3 separate regions of the Mus musculus genome follow, and regions 1 and 3 are each linked to region 2. A link is a contact called in public Micro-C and promoter capture Hi-C data. All regions are on one chromosome and are shown on one strand. The core of a region is the stretch at or near the end of the contact, and the rest is flanking DNA. Distances in the headings are between cores, read along the strand shown.

Region 1 (4,023 bases), core at 941-3,440, 220 kb after region 2:
CTTGTATTTCACCATTGACTGTTTAAGGACATAGTTACATGTGGGTCATCAATGCTAGTCAGAAAATGCACAGTAGAAAAGGATGGTTTACATTAATAAACAGTTCTTAGACACTACAGCGCACCTCCCAGTCTCCTGTATTGTATAGAAGCTGTAGTTAGTTGCTCAAGTGATTTTGCTGTCAAAGTACCTGGAATGAGAGTCTGGATGGCCGGGTCATTGACCTCCTCTTCTTCCTTCTCCTTCCTTTCCGCCTCCTCTTCTTCCTTCTTGTTTTAGTTACTTTCTATTGCCAAGACAAAACACTAAGACCAAGGCAACTTTTAAAAGAAAGCTTTTAATTTGGGGCTTACAGTTCCAGAGAGTTAGGGTTCATGACGACCATGGCAGGGAGAGTAGTAACAGGCATCAGGTATTGGTGCTAGAGAAGTAGGCAAGAGCTTACATGTTGAGACAACAACCATGAGGCAGAGAAAGAGTTAACTGGGAATGGCTTAAGCCCACCTCACAGTGAAACATCTCCTCTAATAAGTCCACACCCCCTAATCCTTCCCATACAATTCTACTAACTTTGTCTAAACATTCAAATATATGAGCCTGTGGAGGCCATTCTCATTCAAACCACCACAGCTTTTCTCTTCTTTCTCCTTCTCTTTTTCTTCTCTCTCTGCCTGTCTTTATCTCTATCCCTTCTTTCAGTAGATATCTAGTAATCAAATACCTCCAACTCTAGGATTAGAAATTATCTTTCGTTTGTTTTTTGAAGTGTTAGGGATCAACTCCAGGACTAGGAAAGCACTCTGCCATTGGGCTATACTTTAGGCCTAAAAGAAAATAGAAAAGAGTGGATTAAAGTTGAACTAAGTGAGCATTTAGAACACACACACACACACACACACACACACACACACACACACACACAGAATATTCATAATGATATTCTATATGGAGGGACTATATTGTAAGGAAGGAGTCATGTGGTAATTCTAGACTGCCAGCTTTCACACTCTGTCCTCTGTTTGCTTGGTATGCCCTTTGGGTGAGTGCTGTTTCATTTTCTCTTTTTTTGTGAGATGGAGGTTTTTTGCTCTGTGGTCCTAGCTGGCCTCACAGTTATTATGTAGATTGAGGAAGTTTTGAACCTGAAGTTATCCTCCTGTTTCTACCTCCTGAGTGATAGGATTAAGGACATGTGTCATCTCAATTGGCCTTATATTTTATTTTTTTAATAAGCATAAGAATAAGAATAATTTTATTCCTTGGTTTCATTATTAAACAGGACAGTGATGTCTCCTAACTCCTGTTGTAGTCTGAGAACATGAGCTCACACTATGTGTAGTAGCAGAGCACAGGGCATGGCTTTTCTAAGTTTTTAGTGATTTTTCCAATGTTCATCTGTCTAACCATCATCTATCCATTTACTATCTCATTTGTTTATCTTTTTAATGTTCCTGGAAAAATAAATTGATTGGTTTGGCTTTTTAATTGTATTTATGTTTAAAATTTGAAATGAATTTAATGGATCAGGGCGTGAGTAAAGAGGAGACATTTAATAGAGTATGGAAGTTTAGAAGCTTCATTTTAAATTTTCTATCATGGCTACTGTTTTTCTGGTTAGTTAATACCCTTCTAGTTTCTCCTTAATTATTTAATAGCATTTAAACAACTGGGTAATATTTACTGATGTCGTCTTTATACCAAATATTGTACTAGGTTGGCACCATGGATGCAGAGAAACATGAAATTTTGTTCTCTTTCTTGGAAACTCTATAGTCTGGTTGGGGTAATCTATACAATTGCTTATAGTCTATCATTCTTTCATTAGAAAAAGGTTGTGTGGATGAACTATTGAATAAACACGTTGTGAGGATGACTTCCTTAGAGCACTTCCTGAGAGGACCACAGTACCTGGGATGGTCCAGCTGGTTCCACGAAGCTGAGGGAAGTGACAGGGCCAGGTAGAACCTAACAGCAAGTGTGAACAGAGCTTGAGGGTACCAGTGTACACAGGGCAGAAAGGGAAGGTACAGCCCAGAAAAGGCTTAGGAAAGTCAGATGAGTCTGGGTGCAGGGTCTTGAATGCCTGGGTCAGGAGTTTAGATCTCACTGTGTCTCCTGAGGAAAGCTACTGATGTGTTTTGATTAGAACAGTGGAGGCAGACAGAATGGCAGCAATTCATTGAAAGAGGAAGGAACTGAAAGAGATAAGCTAGTTTAGAGTAGGTTGCTAGAGTTGAGCCTGATGCACAGAAAAACCCTGTCCTGAGGTTATTTTAAGTATGGCTAGCAGGGAGGGCCTGAGAGACATCAGCAGGGTGGCTTGACACAGTTGAGGCAGGCTGGCAAAGAGCAGCTGGGATGCTTCTGAGACTCTTATACGTCTGTGTAAACAAGGGAAGGTGCTGAGGAAAACTCTGATCTACCTAGTTTTAAGTTTTGTTGCTATGGCATTGTAAAGTGTATCTTCATGTTAACAGCCTGTGGTTGTTTGGGGCCTTTCACAGAAGGAAGAAATGTTGGGAGGAGACAAAATAATCATGGGGTTTAGAAATAAAGCAGACCTTCCTGGTGAGAGCACGGGGGTCTGCCTGGCCTGAGAGGTTTGTGGCACAGGCGCCGGCGGGAGCCTTCTTGGCTCCGGGACTCCGCGGAGGGCAGGCTGCACGGGTGACCGTGTGGAATACAGAGTGCCAGCTGTTTCTGGGACGGGCGAGAGAGTCGCAGAGCTTCTGGGCGGCGCCATCTTTAGCTCCAGACAGCCGGCCACCTTCCTGGTGAGAGCACGGGGTCTGCCTGGCCTGAGAGGTTTGTGGCACAGGCGCCGGCGGGAGCCTTCTTGGCTCCGGGACTCCGCGGAGGGCAGGCTGCACGGGTGACCGTGTGGAATACAGAGTGCCAGCTGTTTCTGGGACGGGCGAGAGAGTCGCAGAGCTTCTGGGCGGCGCCATCTTCAGCTCCAGACAGCCGGCCACCTTCCTGGTGAGAGCACGGGGGTCTGCCTGGCCTGAGAGGTTTGTGGCACAGGCGCCGGCGGGAGCCTTCTTGGCTCCGGGACTCCGCGGAGGGCAGGCTGCACGGGTGACCGTGTGGAATACAGAGTGCCAGCTGTTTCTGGGACGGGCGAGAGAGTCGCAGAGCTTCTGGGCGGCGCCATCTTTAGCTCCAGACAGCCGGCCACCTTCCTGGTGAGAGCACGGGGTCTGCCTGGCCTGAGAGGTTTGTGGCACAGGCGCCGGCGGGAGCCTTCTTGGCTCCGGGACTCCGCGGAGGGCAGGCTGCACGGGTGACCGTGTGGAATACAGAGTGCCAGCTGTTTCTGGGACGGGCGAGAGAGTCGCAGAGCTTCTGGGCGGCGCCATCTTCAGCTCCAGACAGCCGGCCACCTTCCTGGTGAGAGCACGGGGGTCTGCCTGGCCTGAGAGGTTTGTGGCACAGGCGCCGGCGGGAGCCTTCTTGGCTCCGGGACTCCGCGGAGGGCAGGCTGCACGGGTGACCGTGTGGAATACAGAGTGCCAGCTGTTTCTGGGACGGGCGAGAGAGTCGCAGAGCTTCTGGGCGGCGCCATCTTTAGCTCCAGACAGCCGGCCACCTTCCTGGTGAGAGCACGGGGTCTGCCTGGCCTGAGAGGTTTGTGGCACAGGCGCCGGCGGGAGCCTTCTTGGCTCCGGGACTCCGCGGAGGGCAGGCTGCACGGGTGACCGTGTGGAATACAGAGTGCCAGCCGTTTCTGGGACGGGCGAGAGAGTCGCAGAGATTCTGGGGCGGCACCATCCTCAGCTCCAGACAACCAGCCACCTTCCCGGCAAGAGCCACAGAGCTTCTGAGGCTGCGACATCTTCGACTCCAGACAACTGGCCACCTTCCTGGCCAAAGCAACACAGCTTCTGGGAAAGATCCTGTTTTGGGCCTTCACCTTCAGCCAGGAGGAGGTCCAAACACCAGATAACTGTACACCTTCCCTGAGAGAGGAGAGCTTGCCTACAGAGACTGCTCTGACCACTGAAACTCAGAGAAGAGAGCTTG
Region 2 (3,622 bases), core at 241-2,740:
TGAATGACTGAATGACTCTCTTTCTGTGTGTACACGCACGTGCGCGTAGCCTGCGCTTCTGTATCGCCGAAGCAGGCAGAAGCGCTTCTAGGATGGAAACTAGCCCCGTTTGGGACGCTGGAGCTTTCCTGGCGTCACCTGAGCCTGCAGTCCCCCCAACCCCCCTCCCGTCCCCTGTGATCTGGCTGGTCCGGGCTTCTGCCCACTGTGCGGCCTGAGTACCCTGGGTCAGTGAGCAACTGGCAGGACAGAGGGTTTGATTGCTGTGGCAAACAGCAGGTTTGCAGATCTCTGTTCAGTGACACCCACGATTTATGAGTGGCTCCGGTATATACAACTCTTTGCTGCGCTGGAGTCCTCTAGGGTGCGCGCAGGCCGACCCTAGGGGTAGGGGTAGTTGTGGGCGGAGAAGAGAGACACGGACAGTGAAAGAATAAGCATGCGGCAGTCATACAGTCTTACCTCAGGGACGAAGGACACGGTTCCTAGAACTGCGATCTGCACGGCCAGTGTGCAGCCCAGCTGTTTCTCCCGTAGGCGCTTCCCGCCTAACACCGCCTTCTGACTAACTTGGATAGGGCTTGAGCTGCCCCCTCCTTTTTTCCTCCCCTTCTTTTCCTTTCCAGACATCGCTTTAACTCAACCCAAGGCATATCCAGAAGTCAGTTCCGTATAGAGCTTCCATTCAGTCGTGGGGGGGGAAATCCGGTATACAGTTTCTTGTAGGCAGATGGAAGAACTAGATGGTTACAGGACTTTGGAGGGGTGCGTAGGAATGGCACGGGGTGTTGGTGGCAGCGAAAGACAGTTTCTTTGGGGTCTTCGCACTGCCGCAGGTAAGGCTCTCAGATTACAGCTGCCCTCCTGTAGAGTCACAGTTGTGGGCTAGCGGAGGGCGCTCTGCTGTTGAGAGGGGAGTGGAGGAGGGTGGAGTGGGAGAAATGGGCTCTGGACAGACTCCACCAGCACGCATTGTCTTGGTTGGTGTCTGTGCCGGGCGCTCAGCTGATGTCTTTGGGAGCTTTTGAACAAGGTAGACCCTCTAATACCCTCCCCCACTCTCTAGACAGTGTTTCAAAAGATGCGAATAGCTCTAAAATAAGTTTAATTTTTTGTCTGACTTCCCGTTCAAGATGTAAAAAGGATCAAATAAATGAAACTTTATTTGACTGTGGAGTTTATCCAGAGACTCAGCGACATCTCTGGTCTTTGGCCTTATTCTAATTCTATGGTAGTAATTACCCTTCGTTTCTTTAAGTGCGATAGATTTATTGCCTTAGAGACTATGCACAGTTTGATTGAATTATTCATTTTTTTCTTTGGTGTAGACTGCATCTGGGGACTCTGATGTGACGTGTAGATTTTTTTTTTCAGGAACAAAGGGAATGTGGAAATGAAAGAGAGAGGGAGAGAGAGGCTGGCAGATGTAATGAGACGCGGTGAAGGTGTACGCAGACGGGCACTCCCACGCCTCCTCCCTTCGGCTCTCACTGCAGCCCTGGGTAACTCGCAGGCTAACACAAACAGCTTTTCTCCCGCAGCCTGCCCTCTGTCACTGTAAGTACATCACCCTTCTCTTATCAGCATGCAGATTCCAGCCACGCACTCCCTCGCCTTGGCTTTGCACCTTTGACAGCAAAAGCACATTGGGAAATTAACTTTCCTAAGCTAGGAAAGGCATGTCTAGAAAACTTACTTTTTATTTATCTTTATTGTTCTTTGAAAACAGAAGTTCATGCATTTTTACCACTTTTCCTACCTTTGTGACAGTGCTCTGTTGCTCTTGTCACCGTGGCTATGCTTTTTTCAACTGGATGACTCTCAGATTCAGATGAAATTTAATGTTATTCTCCATCCGTTTAAAGTACAGGCGCAGTGCCTTGTCCTTCTGCGAAATGCTATCTTAAAGGACGAAGAATATTATTCACAGTTTGCTTTTGTTGCTGAAACCCGAGTTCCAACCTCTTTGAGGCACTGCCTGTCCCAAGGGCACTGTTATTTGGGAGCTGATACTATCTGCTTCTCCCAAACTTAAACAAAAGTGCCGCGGGCTGCGAGAGCGCTTGGGTGTTTGTCATCCAGGGTTAAGGAGACCAATGGCGAAAACTTTTCTCCACGCTGTAATTAAAGTTTTTCAACTTCTTCCCTTTTGCCTTTTACACTCGTTCACATACTCTTCGTTTTGTTAAAAGTTCTCCTTGGTGTTTTGGAGTGAGTGACATATTTGTCCTGTTTACACAGTAGCCATGAAGCCCTTCCTGCGAGAAGTTGGCCACCTTAAGATGAAGTCATGTAGGTCTGAATGATCCGCCCGGTTAGTGTAAAAGAGCCTTTCAAAGGGAGAATTCGAGGTTTTAACGGCTGTTCTATTTTCTTTCTTTCTTTCTTTCTTTCTTTCTTTCTTTCTTTCTTTCTTTCTTTCTTTCTTCTCTCTCTCTCTCTCTCTCTCTCTCTCTCTCTCTCTCTCTTTGCGTGGGTGTTTTAAATATTAACTTCTGAAGCAGGATTAATTGCATTGCCCTTCCCAAGTTCAGGGGGAACCTCTCTCCAGGAACGCGCCTTGTCTCTGCCAGTTCGTGCCTCTTCTCTGGAGGTGCGAGGCCAAACTTAACAAAGCCGAGTTGCCTTTGGTTGGTCGAGGTGCAAAGGGACACAAACACAGCGGGCGCCCAGGCAGCAACCGCAGCAGGCAGGTAAGTCAGCCCCACCCGCTGGCCTCTTCTTCCCTTCTCAGTCCTGGCATTTCAAAGGCTGGGTTCAAGTCGAGCTGGCTCCAGACCCTAGAAGTGAGCTTGTGTGTTCCAGGATTGGGATGCGGTGTCGGGTGCCCTTCATAGACTTCTTGGAACCCGCAGGCGTGCGGATCAGGTGGGAAGCCCACCAGACCAGCGGATGGATGCCTGGCTTTCTGCCTCACCCACTTGCGTAGTACAGCTGGTGCTCAAGGCTTTGGAGGAAACCCTTAGCAAGCACACACCCCTACTTCCCCCGGGCCACATGTCACCCAGTGCAGTCTGGATTGTGACGCCCAGACCCCAAACTTTAGTGTTCTTCCTTTGGGACGAAATATGTCACCTGCTCTGGGTTGTTTGCCCCTCAGCCATCTACTTTGGTACTAGTTTATGACTTGAAATCTAAAGCGGTCTCTTGAGCTCCTTTTCAGAAGGTACTAGGGCCTTGGATCACAGAAATCTTTTTCTTTTCCTTCTTGCCTCCCGCCAGCCCAGAGGCCTGTTTTCTGGTCGGCTGGTTCTGCTTCCCAGATCCCAGAATACTCTGTGATTTTAAAAGACCAATGTGCTGGTATTGGGAAAGCCAAACCTGCCTCAGCAATTAGGAGGAACCCAGTGGCGCCCATGTTTGCTTATGCAATGGCTCATCTGTTTGAATGGCTCTTCCCTGCGAATTGGTCTTTGACACCTATCTTGGCACTTCTCTTTGCAGCTTTTTAGGGCAGGTCATTTGGTTTGACCTGTAGGATTTGGACAGGGTTTCTGGACAGGGTTTCTGGTTTGAATTCTCAGGAAGGCAGCTGAGGCAGCTGAAGAGTTCAAGGCTCAGGAATTCAGAGCTGGGCCAGGTGGAGCCTTGCTCAGACACAAATGGGGGAAGCTTTCTCAGA
Region 3 (4,033 bases), core at 172-2,671, 140 kb after region 2:
TGAATTATGACTATTAATAAGTCATCAATAGAACACTGAAGAATTAATATCTATAATTCCACTGGCAGAGCAGAGGAGCTCTCAGTTATAAATAATATCAAATTTGATTGGGGTGAATGCTATTCTTTATCCTGTATGATGGACTGGGAGGCAGAATAGTTAAGCACATTTAGCAGCTAGTTCAATTTTGTAAGAGAGGGTGTACTATCTGACATTCAGTGTGATATCCAATAGAAACCCAAAGATTGAAAAACACCAAGGAAAATGGAAATTATCTTTACATATTCATGGCCATCACTTTTTCTGTACTTATTTTATGAATTAAATCACGTGACTTTTCTCCTAGGTATTTTAATGTTTAACTCATATGGACCATAAATACACCACTTCAGATGAATATTTGATGTGGTTTTCTATAGGTTAATAAAATGTTTAGTAAGTGCTTAGGAACCAGGCATTCTCCTGGGCTAGATCACATCTAAATACAAGGGCTTTCTGTGTCAGAGTTGATGATTTAGAGGGGAAGATGATCTAGATATATAAATGATTGTAGTGTTATACAGTAAAGGTCTGTCTAAAGTGACGTGAAAGAGATTATCAAAATGCATTTAAATGAAAATTGCATCACGAAAGCCACCACTGGAATCAGGTAATGGTCACAAAAATCAAGGTCTAAGATACCAAATCTTTCTGTGTTCTAGCTTAGAATTATTTCAGACACATAATCAAAGCTTTAGCAGCACCGTTTGTATCTGCTGTGAGGGACATGATCGACTAAGCTTATTCCCAGGGGCAGAAACATCAGTGACAGTACTCAGACATATAGACACAAGCTCACTACTGTGGCTGGAATGAAGTGTAGAAGGAAGTCTACAAAGTGTTACAGATGTGGAAAGAAACTTTACAATTGGTTCTTTAAGAAAAATACTTTTCAGTCTCCAAGGATGTCAGCTAGGCAAGTTCTTTACTATTGAGTTACATCCTCAGGCTTAGACTTTGACTCTTATCTTCCTCTTAGATCACGTTGGGGATAAAGGGTCAAATGCTGAGTGCTTTCCCACTTTAATATACAACCAGTGGGTCTATCAACAGGGTTTAGTGGTAGGTAAATTCACTTGGTGCTAAGTGGGAAGACCTGAGTTCAATTCCTAGAACCCACAAAGTTGAAGGAGAGAACTGATGTCCATAAGCACTGTAGTAAAAGATAATGCAGCTAGTGATAAGCCGAGGAAGTAGCTAGCTGGCCAAGACCGCATCTTGCATGACAAGACTCATGCCACAGACTGGATTCCATTCCCCACACTCTAGTAGCCAGGCAGACATCTGTAATCCAAGTACTTCAGGGGTAAAGACAGGAGGGTTAGCCTTTGCTATATAACAACTTTATAGACATCTTCCTATATGATACCCTGCCTCAAACTATTTCACAATAATTTGTTTATGTAATATGACTAAATGGACTATCTGATAATATGTCCATCCACTGGAAAAATGATATAAAATTTTGTCAGTATTTCTTTCTTGATGTGGAGATGTGATGTGTTTGTGACTAGAAGGATTCAGTTGGTTAAAATGCTGAAGGACCTTGTATAACAGGAATGCAAACTATCCTGTTTGTGATTGGGAGCTGATAAGTATTAGTTAGCTCCAGAACTAACATCAGCACTAAAGGAAAGGGACAACCGGTCACATATAAAGTAAAACTTATCCTTTTCATGATGCCTTATTGCACAATCTTGCCACCCCCATCCTGCTCATACTGCTCAGTTACTTGGTTGCTCCCTCCAAATGGGGTCAGACCGCATGCACTTACTGCCCTGATTAAACACAGTGACCTTTCCTATTTGACTGTTAAGGGTGTGTTGAATAGCACATAGTAACAATATATTTTTTGGTGGTGATGGGGATAATAAAAAATTGAACAGCTGCTATTTCGAGGACTAATGCATCAATGACTAGAAATATAACTAGATGTGACAAGTGAGGACTGCTTGGTGGGTGACTAAATGCTGATTGAACTTTTATAGGCCATGTTCCAAATCCGGTGTACCAAGGGAGGTCCTTTAATGGCCCTCAAGTTGTGGGTTATACCTGTGAGCCTAACCCTTCTTGCACAATGATTTACAAGCTGTGCCTTGGGTAGTCCGTGGCATGAGAGCATTTCAAGAACTGCAACTATTAAGTCAAAAATATTGTTGGGTGATTGGATTCACCACAAAAATGGAGACCCTCACTGTCTTAGAAAAAAAGACTGGTTAAAATTTGAGACTGTAAAAAAAGATAAATGTAAAACTGAATTTCAGGTTTAGACAGTTTTATGGCCAAATATATCTGATATAACTCTGACACTGAAATCTCACCTCCTTAACTACTGGTTGTAAACGTCAACTTCTTAAGAGTGGGATGGATGTTGGTCAGTGGTGCTGCGGGCTCTGCTAAAGCTGAAGGTTCAGTCCCCAACAACAGCAATGGCTAGTCCCCACTGTTTCAGTGTTAGTCACAAACTGCTTTGAATCCTTGAAAGTTCCCACCAGTCTACCTTGGACTATAATTACATTGGTGTATGCCTTTTAGCTAAGAGCAGGAGTTCTGAACTCTCAAGAGAGCTTTGAAAGTGGTGTTGATTCTTTTAATTGTCCTTATGTCACTGGGTGACATATGGACACCTTATGCTAGATATTTGTCCTAAATGAAGTGGTATTAATTAAATGTAGTTCTTTGGTTCCTTCAATTAAGATAACTCTAGACCTTCAGTTGTTAGGATCAGAACGATCAGAAGCAGAGGTGCCCTGAAAGCGCTGTGAACTTAATGCCAGTTGAATAAAGCAGACAGGATAGGTGATGGTTGGTTTGCTAATGGTACTTAGGGAAAATTACCAAGCAACAGCATTTCCTAGTTTCTAAATATGTCTGTCTTTACTTTCTTTCCTCCCACTTCTCTCTCTCCTCCCTTTCTCTCCCTCCCTTCTTAAGGTCTTATTATGTAGCTCACCTTGGCATCAAACTCATGATCCTCCAGCCTCAGTCTCTGAGTGCTGGGATTGTGGGCATGTACCACTATGCCCAGCTTTCCTCTTCTTTCTTGTCCCAAATTATTCCCTGACTACATTACAATACTACCTGTGGGAGGTATTTGATGATGCCTGAGTGGCACATTATATTTATAATAGTAAAAATGTGTAATAGTAAAAATGTCAGAGTTAGAAATTCTTTTTTTATAATCCAAAAGAATGTAGAAAATTATCTATGATGAATACTTAAACATAAGATCTGTGTCACAATGAAGCAATTAAAACAATAGGAACTTTAGTAAATTTAAGCTAACAGCTGTTACCATCGACATATGTCACAGTTGTGGAAAGGTACACGTGCAGTGCTAAGTGACAGTGTGCTTGTTCAGCTCTCGAAAGGCCTTCAGCTGCCCTCGAACCACACCCAAAGTGCACTCTAGTTTTCATTTATAATCTCTTGTTACATGTTACACTTCTTTGGGTTTCCTTTTTATCTAACTCATAAATGTGGATTTCGTTCTTTCTTAGGACCTGTATCTTAATTCTGTCTAGAAATGAAATTCTCAAAGGGTATCGGATTTTTGTCTAGCTATTATAAAATAACTGGATCTTTGTTTTCAGCTGTCTAAATTGTTTACTTTGAGAATTTATGAGGCTTATTCCACAGACATTATCACGGTAGATGTACGGTCTGTGGTGTGCCAGGTACTGTTTGAAGCAGGGTCCCTGTATCAGCAAAGAGAGGTCTTTGCTCTCATTATTTATTCTAGGGTTGAGGCAGCAAAGGCATTACAAATGACAAACATGGAAAAGAACTGTTGTCTGTGGAAGAGATGAGTGCTAACAAGAAAGACCGAATGGGTGAAAGAGGTCAGGAGGCCAAAGTACAGACTTTCCTAGTTTATTAGCGCAAAAACAGTACTGCCTCACAGAGAAGGTGGAGTTTATATTGATGCTATGAGTGAAGGGATGACTTATGGCCCCGAGGGGAGACTGTCAGGAAGGCACATAGCATCCCATCA

The links. Promoter capture Hi-C pulls out the DNA fragments that hold promoters and counts their contacts. A called contact is a pair of places that touch in the nucleus more often than the background predicts.
Region 1: a promoter capture Hi-C map of trophoblast stem cells shows a contact between it and region 2, with 2.7 times the contacts expected there. The contact joins the enhancer-like site here to the promoter of Sox6 in region 2. A contact is called at or near these places in 9 of 39 promoter capture datasets (cranial neural crest, embryonic stem cells, fetal liver and 5 more), 1 of 15 datasets of contacts at CTCF or cohesin (the G1E-ER4 cell line), 39 of 484 Hi-C or Micro-C datasets (the AtT-20 cell line, the G1E-ER4 cell line, the HL-1 cell line and 27 more), 21 of 115 datasets of contacts at active chromatin or transcription factors (astrocytes, cardiomyocytes, craniofacial prominence and 15 more) and 2 of 9 other capture datasets (adipose tissue and embryonic stem cells).
Region 3: a contact with region 2 is called in a Micro-C map of the G1E-ER4 cell line, with 5 times the contacts expected there. The contact joins the enhancer-like site here to the promoter of Sox6 in region 2. A contact is called at or near these places in 10 of 39 promoter capture datasets (the HPC-7 cell line, embryonic stem cells, fetal liver and 7 more), 1 of 15 datasets of contacts at CTCF or cohesin (the G1E-ER4 cell line), 8 of 484 Hi-C or Micro-C datasets (the G1E-ER4 cell line, cranial neural crest, liver and 2 more), 10 of 115 datasets of contacts at active chromatin or transcription factors (cardiomyocytes, embryonic forebrain, embryonic limb bud and 7 more) and 3 of 9 other capture datasets (adipose tissue, embryonic stem cells and pancreatic islet).

The regions. Positions count from the first base shown.
Region 1 is chr7:115,817,493-115,821,515 of GRCm38.p6, reverse strand. The region is part of intron 2 of Sox6 (SRY (sex determining region Y)-box 6); the gene reads left to right. Among named protein-coding and RNA genes, the nearest start is that of Sox6os, 210 kb to the left of the region's middle. Within about 2 kb of position 2,190, at least 3 of the 459 cell types and tissues checked have an H3K27ac peak or open chromatin away from gene starts, as enhancers often do. A contact at or near this core is called in the G1E-ER4 cell line and trophoblast stem cells, where this site is marked.
Region 2 is chr7:116,036,612-116,040,233 of GRCm38.p6, reverse strand. Sox6 (SRY (sex determining region Y)-box 6) reads left to right here and starts at 1,490. Exons shown (of 16, transcript NM_001025559.3): 1 at 1,490-1,557.
Region 3 is chr7:115,895,414-115,899,446 of GRCm38.p6, reverse strand. The region is part of intron 2 of Sox6 (SRY (sex determining region Y)-box 6); the gene reads left to right. Among named protein-coding and RNA genes, the nearest start is that of Sox6os, 130 kb to the left of the region's middle. Within about 2 kb of position 1,421, at least 2 of the 459 cell types and tissues checked have an H3K27ac peak or open chromatin away from gene starts, as enhancers often do. A contact at or near this core is called in the G1E-ER4 cell line, where this site is marked.